Regions from separate parts of the Gossypium arboreum genome. Here region 2 is linked to region 1. A link is a contact called in public Hi-C data. All regions are on one chromosome and are shown on one strand. The core of a region is the stretch at or near the end of the contact, and the rest is flanking DNA. Distances in the headings are between cores, read along the strand shown.

Region 1 (7,842 bases), core at 1,805-4,304:
AAAGTTAAAACGTTCGTTGCTTATGTATCAAATAATTATTCACACATACATATATATATATATATATATATATATATATATATATATATAAAAGTTCTCCTTTTCTTTTAAATTATATGAAAAATAAAGTAATGCCCATAACCACAGCTTTTTGAATTGGAATAGATCAGTTGAGAAACTGATTTGAAATAAGAAATTAGACCAGCTGAACAACAAATTGGTTGAATCAGTAATCGAACTAATTGGACCAATTTCTTTCTATTCTTCTAATAATTATTTTAATTAAATCTATAAAATTAAAAATAAATAATTTAACAAGTTGAATCACTAATTCAATTTCCGATAACCAAGAAAGATGAAGGCACTTTTAAATATGTATATATAACAAACAATTAGTAGGTATGAAGGAATTGAATAAAGCTGGCATATTCACGACTTTGTGTCATACAGCATCATTTTCTCTTGCTCAAAATTTTGCTATTGACCTTACTACCTTTTATGGCCCATTACCCATTCCCTGCAAAACCTACTTTAACAAACACGTACCAGACACACTATCATTGTCAATTACAAACAACGTGAAATTATAAAATTAAAATCAATCAGAATCCCAAATATGATGATACCACATTTCAAAGGGGGAGATAAATGTCATACACATAGTATGACAACTACAATAGTGACATATCAACTCATTTGAACCCACCAACAGGAAGGTCCCTATGAACCCTCCCTATTTTAGGAATCTTTCTTTTGAAGGCTCCATCAAACCAAGTTTCATACCTTGTTTCAATTGTGTAAGATTAGGCCTTCCTAACCATTTCTGATTTTATCAAAGATATGACTGCTTGGGTCAAGTTGATAAAAAGGTAGATATTTTTTAAATAAAGTTTAAAATTTGAGTATTTTAAATAAAATTAGGAATTTGAAATAATAACTTTGGTTTAATCAGTGGCTATGGGATGCATGAGGATGTCAGGCCAATAATGATAATAATAGTAACAGTAGGAAATGCATGTGCAGTGTAGGTAAAACTCTTGCAACTAATGAACTGTCAATTTGATAGACCCCTTTTTCAATCATTGCAATCATTAAGCTTTAATATAATCTCCAAATTTGGATTCAAAATCACTAATCTCTTTTGTGGTTGAATTGCTTCATAGTACTCCACATTTGTACTAATGTTAATTTTTTAGTAATTATTATTTGTATTATATTTATATAAAGAGGATGTTGATTCGAATTTGTTAAAGTATATTTATATTTGCATTTAAAATTTAAAAAATTATGAATAATTCTAAACTTTTATATATATATATATATATATGTATGAATAATTCAAGTTTTGTATAAATAATATATTTTTATATTTATATCGTGTTTATTATGTGTTTTATTTTAATTATTTCTCAAATCCATCTTTATATATATGGCAAGGCACCGTAATTTTCCATTTTAGGTCAATATTTTAAATAGAAAAAAATGGTTTCTTGGTTACGAAGCCATATTCACCAATGAACAGCATCTGGATGTCATCCCTTAATTTAGTATAGACAAATTAAACTAAAATGCATATGAGGAAAATATGATCATCCATTTTCCCAAATTTCAACTTCATTCATTCGTAAATAACTCCAATTCTAAATATATATTAGAATAAATAAAGTTTTGTAAGAGTATTACATAAAAAAAATGAGCTCGATTTTCACACCTAATGTCATATGTTGAAATTTAAATTTCTTCAATAATTTAATAAAAAATAATTAAATTTATAAATTATTCAAGTAAAACTTTAAACCACTCGAAATTTGAGTATTTGCAAAAAAAAAAAAAAAAAGAGAGGGGAATGATGATTGCAGTACATAAATCCACTTTCTAGCAAGATGGTGAAGCTGGTTGCCACTGTCTGACAAACTCCACATGGTCATGGGGGGAAGAGGTCTAAATTGCAGACCCACCCACATTATTTTGTTCACATGAAAGTGGGAGAAAATTCCCAAAGCGCATTTGACCCACCCTTAACCTAATAAGTTTGTACACTAATAATTCAAAATATTATATAACTTTTAAACACGATTAGAATGTTTCAAATTTATAACAATTTGATCTACCTATGGTTCTTCACATAATCACACTAGAAATGTCTATAACTGGATTGAATTCTTGCACTTAACATTATATATATTTGATAAGTTAAGTCTAATGCTTAAATTTTGTTTAAAATTATTTTAAACATATATAATGAATAAAAAATTCTGAATGCTAACAAAGTGTCTTAACTACTACTCCCTTTAGCTAATGGCTCTTGTATAATAATTTTATTACATTATACTATTATATATTAATATTTTATGTGATATAAACTACATAACATATAAAAATATTATAAAATTAAAAGGGTGGAGCCAAGTTGGACATAAGACTAGTTTAGTAATGCATTTAAAAAGTATTGTAGAAAAGTGCGGTTGAAAAGTGATTTTGAAAAGTTTATTTTAAGATTTAAGTGTTTAAAATTACGGTCAAAAGTGTTTTTAATAAATAAAATGTTCATTTTAAACTTGTTATTATCAAATAACAAATATGCATTTAAATAATGTTCAAATTAGTTAATATTATTATATTTTAGTAAGAATAAAAAATTATTATAAGTCGTTAATATTTTAATATATGAAATATAAATTTTAAATATTTTAAGCAATAAATATTATTTTTTATAAAATTTAATTAGAATATATATGAATTATATTTTAAATATTTAAATATAACCATTAAATATTTACAATTAGATATTAACACATTTTATTATTTTAAAAATATTTTTATTTTTAATTAATGCTTCTTTTCAGAAAGTACTTTTGAAAAGGTAAAAATTTCAACTAAAAACAGTTTGTTTAGTACAAATTTTCTTCCAAAAATATTTTTGGAGCCAAAAGTATTTTTTTTTTAACCCCCACTAAACAAGCCCTTAGTATATTGGAAGTTTAATTTTCTATGGAAGACTATTTTTAATCTTAATATTAGGATGCACGACTCTACCCTATGATAAATCTAAATTCACACAGCGAACTGTCTTTATTTTCCAATTATTGAGGTAGTTTGTTGAAGTCCTACATTCCAAATCTGAAGTATCCGCTTCTTAGGCATACATTAAATGTTATAATATTAGAGGAAAAGAAGTAAGATTTTTCACATTCCCATTGCCTACATATGCTAGAACTTAACATCTGTTTGTGCAGTAAGAGGTTCCATTGCGGTGTTTGATAGGTTAGCTAAGTCCATAGAAGGTGGTCACTGGGGACCCTTTGGGTTATTGTCTGCCTTGTTCAGGGAAGCCCCGAAGAAAACGTTTTTAATCTCATTCCAAATGCAAAGAATGGAAATGTGGGGCTATACCAATCTCTCTGTGTATCTTTAAATTTGTCCCTTTCAGTCTTCTCTGTTATTTACTAACATAATTCTCTGAAACCTCACATACAGTTCCAAAAGAAAGAAATATCCTAGTTGCAGGGGTAGAAAAAAAAAATCCTTTACAAGGTTTCAGAATCCTAGGATGTTTAAGTAGCTAGAACATACTTGGAAAAGAACCCTTTACAAGGTTTTTGGCAATGCATGTGGCATTTTAACCTTGTGAAGAGACGTTGAAAGTACCCAGAAGTTTTGTTTGGGAGCTAAGAAAGTTCAGGTTTGGTTCTGCTAAAAGTTTAGGATGTCATCAAAGTTTATGTATTCTTTGTCAGATGAAAACCCAGATTTGCAGAAGCAGATTGGGTGCATGAATGGACTATTCCAGCTTTTCGATTGCCACCATTTCTATGGTAACCGGCACATTACCAGTCCAAACCGCAAAAGGCTTCCCTCAGGTACTTTTAATTATATTTACTTTTTTTTCAAGTGTTCAAGGTTGTAAAGAAAGATCACCCTCAGGTTAATGTTTCTGAATTTCCATCATGAATGTTATAGGCTATGTTACTTGACTCAAGGGTAAGTGCGTATCTTTAATTTCTTCTTATGTCTTTTCATATATTTAGAAGATTCTATACCTCATAGTTATGTTTGAATATGCGTTAGACGTAACACGGATTTTAGGCCTAGAGAACTTGTGAGTTTTAAGAGGTTTCCAGGTTCTGCTAATTTCAGAAACATGTTTTAACTCCAATTTGAAAACACTAACATAGTGGATTAGATTGGAGTTGGAACACTTTCTATGCAGTAACCAGAATTTGTTGTTTCAGTAATGTGCTTGTAATTGCTAACCTTCTAATGTCTAAAATCATCCAGATTTCTTCCTTCTATGGCTGACATTCAGTGTTTGACTAGGTCAAAATGGCAAGCATGGAACAGAAGCCAAGACTGGTTCAGACAAGATAAAAGTAAGAAAAAATACTGGTCACTTAGGTCTATGGAGGAATTGACAAAAATAATTAAGGTTAATGTAACTTACATTGCACCTGCAGGGAAATAATCTGAAGAAGACTATGAAGGAGAAACAAAGATACTCCTTTGAATCACCCCGAACCTTGTTGTCTTCTTCCTCTTGTTCATCCAGTTTCTCACCTGCTGACTGCAGAAAAGAATCTCTAGTAGACCGATCTTCATCAAGCCAAATTGCCTTCCACGAAACCCCGAGGAAGGAAATATCCAGTCATCGATCAAATGCTTCTTTGCAATCAAGCCAAAACTCCCTTAACCTCCGAGATGTGGTTAAAGATTCAATCTATAGAGAAGCCTGTGGATTACCGATTAAAACTGCAACAAAAGTGGAAGCGGGGCAGCACCAAACCTTGAAGTATATAGATTCCCCAAGGCCTTTGCAGTCACCAAAACCTTCAAAGACGAGGAACACCAGTCTCAATGAATCAAGTCATGCCCTTCTTAAGCTTAAAGGGACTCCTAAAATGTACAATGAATGCGAGGATGGTTCTCTCACTTTTGCACGACAGGATGCTCCTCGGCTCTCTTATGATGGGAGGGGGGCAAAAGATGCACATAAAATTAAGCCCAAAGATCTCCCAAGGCTATCACTAGATAGTAGGGAAAGCTCCATAAAGGGTTCCGTCGATAGTATGAGATCGGATTTTCTTCTAGGAGAGATAAACAGAAGTAGAATGAAATCAAATGATATAAGAAACCAAGAGCAAGAACCTGGAAGCTACAAAGGACCATCTAGTGTTGTAGCCAAGTTGATGGGGGTGGAAGCATTGCTAAATCCCATGCTAACCAATGGAAATCGAAGTCAAGATATCGAAACCTGTCAAGATTTCAAAAGCAATCCCGCCTCACCCTCATCAAGAATTAATGAGAAAAAGAAAAGTTCGATTTCTGGTTGTTCAAGAAATTCAGGAAAGGAACCAAGGTCACCCTGCAATCGCATGACAAATGTAGAGTCAAAGAAACCTGTTGCAACTAGATGCCCAATTGAATCTGCCCCATGGAGGCAGCTTGATGGAAACAAGGGAGCTTTGAAGAGTCGAGAAACTCCAATGAAAGCCCCAAACTCCTTTCTAAATGTTTACAGTGAAATTGAGAAAAGTTTGGCAGCACTTGAGTTCATGAAGTCGGGAAAAGATATTGGAGCCCTTAAACAAACACTTGAAGAAATGCAGATGTCTAAGCAGATGTCAAATACCAGAAAAGAAGAGCAAGCTTCAAGTTTGATATCTCACACAAGCAGCATCCTTGGCCAGAGCTCAGAAGCACCAAATTTGAGAAAGCTACATAGTAAAAATGCAGTTTCAGCCACGATCAAGGAAACTAGTTCTCCAACATGCCTTAAATTGCCAATCAAGATTATAAAAGAAGAAAAAGTTATGGAAAATGGCAGCAATTCTACTTCAATAGTAGTTGCAACCAGCAGTTTAAGAAGGCTTCGCACTAGCAGCCATGCAAATACGAGAAGTGAAAAGGCTGACAAGCAATCCTATAAAGATTCAATTCCGAAACCTAAAACTCCCAAGGATCCTTCCAGTCGACTCCATTCAAGGGATAAAAATACTGCCAGAACTCTAAGAGACAACCAAATTTCAAAAGTGCCATCACCTACTGCTCAAGAAAATACTAACATTGCAGTAAGCTCAGAGACCACATGCCTTAAACTGCACCAGAAGAAGCTTGAAATGGAAAAACAGTCTCGTCGCACCGATCCAGCATCAGACCAGAGAAAAAGCAGAAGACAATCAAGCAGTCTACAAGCAGAATCAGGCTTGCCACGTCAGAAGCCCAGGCATAAATCTCACAATTTGAGGCAAAGTGATGACCAATTGAGTGATATCAGTAGTGACATGAGAGATTTGAATCACCAAGGAGATGATAGTTCGATGCAATCTGAGAGCAATATGAGCATGGCCTCCTATGGTGACACTGAAGTCACTGCTCAAAGTTATGGCAAGATAGAGGGTACATTCTCCCAAGAACAGGAAACGAAGCAGAAAGTAAGCCTTCTTCCTTCATTTCATTCATATAGTATTTTGATAATGTTCTAAACCAGCTTAAAATTCTGTCATTCAGAATCCAGCAGCAAGGTTAATTGAAGGTGATCCAAAAGCAGAACCTCCAAGAACTGCCCCGGAACAGCCTAGTCCTGTCTCTGTTCTAGATGCTGCATTTTACGGAGATGAATCACCGTCTCCTGTGAAGAAAACATCAAAAGCTTTTGAAGGTAAAATTCATGTATCCTTTATGCATTAATTGTGCTCAACTGAAACTTCAAATTAAAATGGGTTCTATAATCATTTCATTATGAAAACAAATTATATGTTGATCTTAAATCAACCCAAACACAAAAATGTACATTTAACACTAGGAGAGGGAGCTGGAAAGCTTACAAGTTCATGCTCAGTAAGTTTTCATTCAAAGCATCTAAGTCTTTGACATACCTAAGCACCCTCTTAACTCAAAAGTGCATCACACTTCCACAATGCATGAATCTAGGGAGGAAACTAATAGCATGTATAATGTTAAGCCTTGTTGCTGTCAGATACAACAGACGATCAACCAAGCTTCTATAAGTCTTGCACCAAATTTCTTGAAAACATCTTTGACAAGTTTTCCACCTTGAGCATTGGTTTGCTCACTCTCCATATAATGCTTCTTTAGCACTTCTATTGAGTACTTCTGCAGCCCAATTAAAATACCAAACTAAGATTGAAGAATTTGTATCCAAAGAAATATGTCGTCTAAAAAATCTTCTTTATTTCTTACACCAAGATTAGGCTGCTCTAATACAAGTAAATCATCCAAATATAGAAAAAGAATGAACATATCCTCATTTTTAGATTTCTTCACAGACAAAGTTAGTTCAATAATACTTTTGAGTCCAAGCATTTGTCAATTCTACCACGCTAGTCTTCAAAACGCCTGCTTCAATCCATACAAGGGCTTCTTGGCTTGGTAAACCTTATCTTCTTTGCCTTTTGAAGCAAAACTTTAGGTTTCTCCACGTGTGTTTCTTCTGTCAAGTAAGTTGTCCTCTATAAAATCTCCACGGCCAATTTCGATTTTTGAATTGTAGGTTCTATTAAGAACCTCAAATATGTCTTCATCAGAAACCATGTTATATATGCAACCACTGTTTATCAAACTAATGGAGTCTGTGGTTGTTGATGCTTGCATAACATGTTGCAGCAGGCATATGCCCCACTAGTAGTTGACCGTTTTCAGCAATCTGAGTTTATGCACCACATTGGTGTTCAATATGCTCCATTTGCTTGCATGATCTAAACTGAATGTTAGCTCTTTACCAACAGTAAATTTCCAAAAGAGTTGTTTTCTTATAGTGTTGAGCATGCTGGATAACTACTTTTCCACCAGCTTTACTTCTTTCCCTGTCTTTCCTTCTCTCTTTTG
Region 2 (7,842 bases), core at 3,183-5,682, 230 kb after region 1:
CAACACAATTCACTAACCATACAGAATATCATCCTCTATACTACTATTCATAATCTACTACACCCCTCAACCTATAACTTGTAAGATCGGATGAGTTTTTACTATTTTATTTTATTTTTATTATAATATTTCTATTTCTTTTAAGTTTTTCCTTCTGTATTAATTAATAATTTTATTCAAAACATATTATTAATATAATTAAACTTCCATACTTGAATTTGAAATCAAAATATATAAAAGAGTAAACTACACTTAAGGTCATTCAACTATTAGTAAATTTACATTTTGGTTACTCAATTTTAAAAGTTAAAAATTGATTATTAAGTTATTTGTAAGTTATCATTTAAGTCACTTGGATGTTAAATTTTTAATGGATGTCTAATGGTCGTTAACTCACTATTCATCATCATAAGGGAAACAACACCTAAGGTCACTCAACTATTAGTAAGTTTACACATTGACCACTCAATTTCAAAAAAATTACAAGTTGGTCACTGAACTATTTTAAAGTTTAGGGTTTTAAGGACCTCCTTCACAATTGTGTTTCGATAATCTTGCCACCATCTGACCTCCTCCTCCACAAAGAAAAACACACTAAACCGAAGCTTTTTCCCTCTTTTAATTTTATGGTTTAATTTTCTTTGAAATGGTCTAAAACTTCATTGATTTAAACTCAGACCCTTAATGGAGGTGTTCTCCAATCTTTGTCCAATGGTTGAATGGTCGCCTAACTCTTCAATATGTTCCTCTTCTTAGGACATTTGGAATTTTGGATTGAGCCCCTGTTGTTTGGAGCTCTCCAATTAACTTTTGATTGAACTTGGTGTGTTTGAGTCTCCTTTTATATCTATGTATTCTTTTTCTCTGATTTTATTCTTTCCTTTTGCTTATGTAGGTCAAGTTTGAGGCTTGCTGAAACAAGAGACATTTTTTTTATTTGCTTTTTTGGTATTTTTGTTTGCTTTGATTATGATTTTGGTGATATTTGGTTACTAAAGGTTGTATGAATACTTTAATTGTGAATTTTCTTGAGTTATGGTTTTAGCCAAAGGAAAAATGGTAGGTGGGTTAATAATAAAGGATTGCTAAGTCAGTTTGGTTATAGATGGGGCATGGGGTTGACAGCAGACTCGTCTAAGGGCTAGGTAGCTCGCCTGCCCAATAGGCTTAGCTCGACTTGGGCTCGGCTTGGATAATGATTTTGTACTTCAACTCGACTTGACCCGAATTCAATTCAAGTAATAAAAATATTTTTTTAATTTAATTATGAAATATATAAAATATTAATTAAATATATATTTAATATTTTTTATTTTTTTAGTAATAAATGATTTTTTTGGGTGGGTCAAGCCAACCCGAAAACAGGTTTGGGCATGTAAATGTTTTTGGAACTTGGCCTCGGCTCGACCCATGGACAACTCTAGTTAACACTGGACTTATTAGGGTTTAAGGCTTGAGTTATTAGTATTGTTTGAATTATTAAGTTAGGGAATAACGGTGCAATGATTGAGTGAATAAGGTATAAACATATAAGCTTACTAATAATTCAACATCTAGCTTGTAACTTTTTGAAATTGAATGATTAAATTGTAAAATTAATAATAGTTTAGTGGAAAAATTACAAATTTACCTATCTCTACATCCGGTGTTTGTTAACAGCTTAACGAGCTAATGACTAACTTGCAACTTTCTAATAATTTAATAACCAATTTATAATATATTAAATATAAAAATGTTTCTTTATCAACAAGAAAATTGACATTATTTTTTTAAAAGAAAATCATAATTTATGTGAAATAGTTTGTCATGATAACTCACACAATTGTTTTTCATTTTCCTGGATAATTAATGTGCATAATTTCCATGCCTCCAATAATTTGTCAGACCGCAATTACTAAAAAATATTTTGTAAATTAGAGTGATGTGATCTATATAACTTCCCACCTACTTCTAAACCAAATAAATAATTCCTTGATGTTAATTTTCTAAATTAAAAGTTGAAATGATGTTTCAGCAATATGAATAAACAAAAGTTATATCAATACTAAAAGGAGCGAAGTCAGAAAAAAATTAGTGGTGGACATTAAATTATTTATATTTTATAATTTTAAAAAATTAAATTAAATTATTATTATTATTAAATATAAAGTGTAATTTTATCTTTATTAATTTAAAATTTTTAAAATTTAAAAGACTAATATAATAAAATTTCTATTTTAAAGGTCCGACCGCCTGCCAGTGCCCCTAAATCAGGCTCTGAATACTGAAGTTTATATATAGTATCACGCCAAATATTTTTAACATTATCATGGATGTTCCTCATATTTATAATAATTTTATTTTATTTTGACATAAAATAATTTAAACACACGAGTCGTATGCAAATATTTTTAGAATTTATATAAAAAAATATTTTATATAAAAGTTTTAACATTTATGAATTATGAATTCATTGTCACATCATTTGTTCACCAATTATTGCCTCATAATAATAAACAACTTTATTTTGTATTGATATAAGGACTATTTTGGCCTTTCAATTAGAAAATATTTATTTTAATTTTAAATTTATATTTTATCAAATTGTTCTAAAATAAATAGAAAAATTAATGTTTTTGTTAATTTTATTGTCGTGACATATACGTGGATTATCATATAAATGATATGTTAACATCTAATTTTAAAATTTTAAATGTTAAAAATATTTTTCTAATTAATATAATTTTTAAATAATTTTAATAATTAAAATATTTTTAAAATTTGTAAAATTAAAAATTAATTGAATGCTGACATGTCATCCATGTATATTCAACATTAGAAAAGTTAAAATGCGTTAATATTTCTATTCATTTTAAGTGATTTAACAAAAACATAAGCTTAAGAGTTAAAAAAATAAAAATTAAATTGATGATTAAAATGACTCTTTTGTAAAATTAGAAGGTAAAAAAGTTATTATTCGATTTGTATTTACATAAATTTCCTTGAAGGCCTGCTAATTGAATCATATGCAAAAGTTCGATAAACTAAAAATGAAAGAAATGTCGTTTAATGTTTATAAGATTCCAAAATTGGAAATAAAACACCCCAAATGCAATGCTAAGCCAAATAATGCACGATGATTCCCAGGAAGAAGCACCCAAGTCATTGAAAATGAAAACACAAATTTTATTTTATTTTGTTTTGGTTAATTTGCAAAAAAAGAAAATAAATAAATTATTATTTTATCCAAACTTCATTGTTAATCACCAAATTATGAAATGATTAATACCATTTTTTTTTCTTTTTCCTGCAAACAAACGATGTAGAATTAAACAAGAGTCTTATTAACAAATATTTTAGGTTGTTTTTGTCTTTTTTTTATATATATTTATATACAATTTTAAAAATACATTTAATGAAATTGGGTAAACTATATAGTTTCTCACTTAACTTTCATAAATTTTTATTTTAGACATTAAAAATAAAAAAATTGTATTTTAGGGACTGCTAGTAATAACCGTTTTCATTGTGGTCTCCTGCGATTAATTTAATGTTCATTTTTTTGTAACTTTTAGTCACTAATTTTCATTTTATCTTTTAAATTCTTTCATTTTTTAGGATTAATTTTATTTTTCCCAAGAGAAAACTTGAACTTTTATGAGAAGAACTTGAATTTTTACAGGAAAAACTTATATTTTTATAAGAAAAAGTCAAGCTATCTTTTTAATTTCCTTTATTTTTTAAAATTTAATTTAGTTTTTAACTAAAAGAAAAAATCCTAAGATTTGAGAAACCAAATTACCTTTTAATTTCCTCCTTTTAAAATTATTTTAGTTTTTTTTTTGATAAAAAGCGAAAAACTTAAGTTTTACAGAAAACTACTTAGGTTTTTACAGGAAATTATTTAATTTATTTTTGAATTAATTTTATTTTTTCTAGTAAAAGAAGGAAAAGCTTTGATTTTTACATGAAAAAGATAGGTTTTAGAGGAAATTGACTTATAGGAAAAAACTTAAATTTCATTCCTGCAGCTAAATAATTCAATTATAGTAAAATCTTAGGATTTTTTCTGAAAAAATAAAATTAATTCTAAAATGAAAAAAGAAAATGAGTGGTTAAAATAAAATTTTACTAAAGTTGGGTGATTAAAATGAGTGCAAAATAGCATTGTCTAACTTCAAGTTATTGGTGGATTATTAAAATGAATGGTTGGTAATAGTAGTGCTTAAAATGAAATTTTTTTATTTTTGATACCAAAAATAAAAAACTTATGAAATTTGAGTCACTAACTACGTAGTTTATCCAATGAAATTTAAACCTTAAAAAATCATGATATTCAATATCTTTTTAACATTTTAACCAAAGCATAATTTGATTTTGATGTATATATTTTAAAATTACAACCCCTATTGAGTGTATATCCAACACCCTATTTGAGAGAATCTCCAACCAAAAGAAAACAAAAACTAACATTTCCAATAAGGTTATTGGGGATTACCAAAATCTCTCTATAAAACCAACATAATCTTTAGTCCAGAGTCTTGTATAGAGAGAATTAGAAAGCAGAAAATGGGCAATCCTCATATTCTAGCAATACCATATCCAGCACAAGGCCATGTAATTCCTCTAATGGAGCTCTCTCATAACTTGGTTAGCCATGGATTCAAAATCACCTTTGTCAACACGGATTTCAATCACAAGAGAGTGAAGGATGCATTCGGCAACAAGGTTGATGGAGAGGGCTCAATTCGTCTGGTTTCGATCCCCGACGGCATGGAACCCGATGAGGATAGGAAGCAATTAGGGAAGTTAACCTATGGAATCAGCAAAGTGATGCCATTGGAGCTGAAGAAGCTGGTGAAGAAGATTAATGGATCTGAAGATAATAAGATCAGTTGTGTCATAGCTGATGTGAACATGGGATGGGCACTTGACATTGCTGCAGAGTTTGAAATACCTGGAGTTGCTTTCTGGCCTGCTTCCGCCATGCTTTTGGCCTTGCTTTTTAGCACCGATAAGTTGCTCGATGATCAAGTCATTGATAAACATGGTGAATATGTATAACAATCAAGTTATTGATTCATTCCTGAGATATTTGATTCATTGACCAACATTGTTTGAAATTTTTTATTTTGCGCGCAGGAACTCCAATCAATGGAGAAAATATGATTCAACTGTACCCAAACACACCTGCAATGCACCCTAACAACTTTTTGTGGGTTTGTCTTGGTGATTTCACCGCACAAAAGACTATATTCGAGTTTGCTATGAGAAACAACAAAGCTGTTGAAAATGTTGAGTGGCTAATCTGCAACACAACTTTCGACCTTGAACCAGGAGCACTTAGCTTAATCCCTGAGATCCTACCCATTGGTCCACTCTCAGCAACCAACCAGCTTGGACCCTTGACCGGAAGTTTTTGGCCTGAGGATGCAACCTGTTTGAAATGGCTCGACCAACAGCCTCCAGGCTCAGTCATATATGTGGCATTTGGTAGCTTCACGGTTTTTGACCCAATCCAGTTCCAAGAACTGGCTCTCGGTCTGGAACTCTCAAACAGGCCATTTCTATGGGTTGTTAGACCAGATACCACTGAAGGGACTCAATCTGATGAACTTTACCCTATAGGGTTCAAAGCGAGACTTGCAGGCCGAGGGAAAATGGTGGGATGGGCACCCCAACGAGCCGTTCTAGCTCATCCATCCATTGCTTGCTTCATCAGCCACTGTGGTTGGAACTCCACTGTTGAAGGTCTCAGCAATGGGATCCCTTTCCTTTGCTGGCCCTACTTTGCTGATCAGTTCATTAACGAAACCTACATTTGTGACATTTGGAAGATTGGATTAAGCTTCAACAGAGATGAAAGAGGGATCATTACACGAGAAGAGATTAAGGGTAAGGTTGAGCAATTGGTAGATGATGAAAGATTCAAAGCTAAAGCACTACAACTCAAGGGATCGGTGATGAACAGTGTTAGCGAAAATGGTAGCTCTAACAGGATTTTCAACAATTTCATTGAATGGATGAAATCATAGACATGTTTTCACTTCACTTTATGCACTATTTTCCTTGTTTTTAATTGTCCTTTTTCTATGAACAAATGTAAGAATCAATCAAGGAACTAATGTATGTACTATCGAAAAGAACCAACGTATGGTATTACAATTTCGATTTAATCAATTTAAATTGATTGGTTCATTTATAAAAACGAATGTTTTAAAAATAAGTTTAATTATAAATATTTAAATACAATAAATTTTAATATAAATAAAATAAAATTTTAATTATTTATTAGATTGACCAATCAATGCAAGACTTTTCCGACACTGGACTTCAAATTTATTTATTTAGCATAAATCATATTTTTAAGAAAAGAAACATGCTTAATTGTACTTGAAATTACGTCCTCTTTATTGTTGTAATAATAATATCAATTCAACTAAAGTTCAATCGAAATAAATTACATTATGTCGTAACATTAAATTTTATCTGTTTACATCATTTTATTAACATTCATTGTCTATTTATTAAAATTTTCTAAAGATTATAGGTTTTGTTATTCAAAATATTTAAAAAAACTTAATATAATAAAATTCCTATAAAATAATTTAATAATAAATTAAATTTTAATAAAAATTACTAATTCAATTTAACCTCTAATTGAAAATAAGCAATCAATTAATTCCTTAAGTCGCACACTTCCATAAAATCTCTGAACTTTGTGCTAACCACATTGATGGTGTGACAGATGACGTGTAAGATTTTTTTTTTTTTCAAGTCCAAAATGTATTTGAGCATCTATTTTGTCAAGACTGAAGAGTGCATTTTTTAGTAATCACGCTCAACTCGCCTATCTGTTCTTCCACATTTTCGAACTGTGTTCTTTTTACTCACTTTCTTCCAACTATTTATCTTTTGCGTGCGTGTATTTTCCCTTTTTTGGGAGTTTACTTGGGTGAGATTTTGGTAAAGAATAATATATATATATATTCTTGGATGAATTAGTGGGAAATTGATAAAAATTTTAGATCCGATTGATAGGTACGGTCCAAAAAATAAATTTAAACTTTTGCTAAAGACTGATCCAGATAAAAATGATAAAACTTGAACCCGGTCTAATTTACTCGTATCAAAAACACTAAAACATTAAAATAAATATTTTCTAATAAATTAAAAATAATTTTTAAAAATCTTTATAATTAAATAACACTAAATAGGTGTGGTGTAACTTAATAAGCAAATGACTCTAAAATAATAGCAAAATTAATAATAAAACAAGAGTTATACAATATCCAAATAATAACAACATAATAGTATCAACATAAAAGTGAAAATGGCAACAAAAAAGTGAAAAAACAGCAGCAAAACAACGGAGTTTTTTTTTTTTTGCAAAGTTGGGCTAGGCCTGAGCCCAATAAATCTTATTCAGGACCTAACCCGTTTTTCCAATCCCATTTTTTTAGCTTATATTTTTGCCCAAACCCTTTCACTTTTTGGGCAGACCTGCCCATAGACAAATCTAATATAAGATACTTACAACATGTTTGGTTGAATGTATTAACCATTCAAATGCAACCCTTATTTGATAGAGTCCACTGTTTCATTTGTTTTGTTGATTTTTATTGTTGAATTTCTAATTCTTTATTCTAGGACTTTTTTTAGACTTACCAATAACTATTAAGTGACTCTACCTCTAATAATTTATATACTTTTATAAAAATTAAAATGCAATTTCATCCCGCTATTGCCTTTTACTTTTATGTTTTTAAAAAGGATTACATTAAAATTTTAATATTTTCTGAGGAGGCAAACTATAATTTATCATATTTTAACTTAAAATTTTATAAAATTTTGAGAGCCTAA

Evidence for each region. Hi-C and Micro-C count contacts between places; a contact is called where the count stands out from the background.
Region 2: a Hi-C map of leaf shows a contact between it and region 1, with 2.7 times the contacts expected there. The contact joins the promoter of LOC108459641 here to the promoter of LOC108457906 in region 1. A contact is called at or near these places in 2 of 5 Hi-C or Micro-C datasets (both in leaf).

What each region holds. Positions count from the first base shown.
Region 1 is chr4:8,185,851-8,193,692 of ASM2569848v2, forward strand. It overlaps LOC108457906 (protein LONGIFOLIA 1-like), which reads left to right and starts at 3,055. Exons shown (of 5, transcript XM_017757111.2): 1 at 3,055-3,860; 2 at 4,318-4,370; 3 at 4,455-6,428; 4 at 6,505-6,655. The coding sequence starts at 3,707.
Region 2 is chr4:8,415,038-8,422,879 of ASM2569848v2, forward strand. LOC108459641 (UDP-glycosyltransferase 83A1-like) reads left to right here and starts at 4,433. Exons shown (of 2, transcript XM_017759042.2): 1 at 4,433-5,029; 2 at 5,122-6,125. The coding sequence starts at 4,549. The coding sequence ends at 6,014.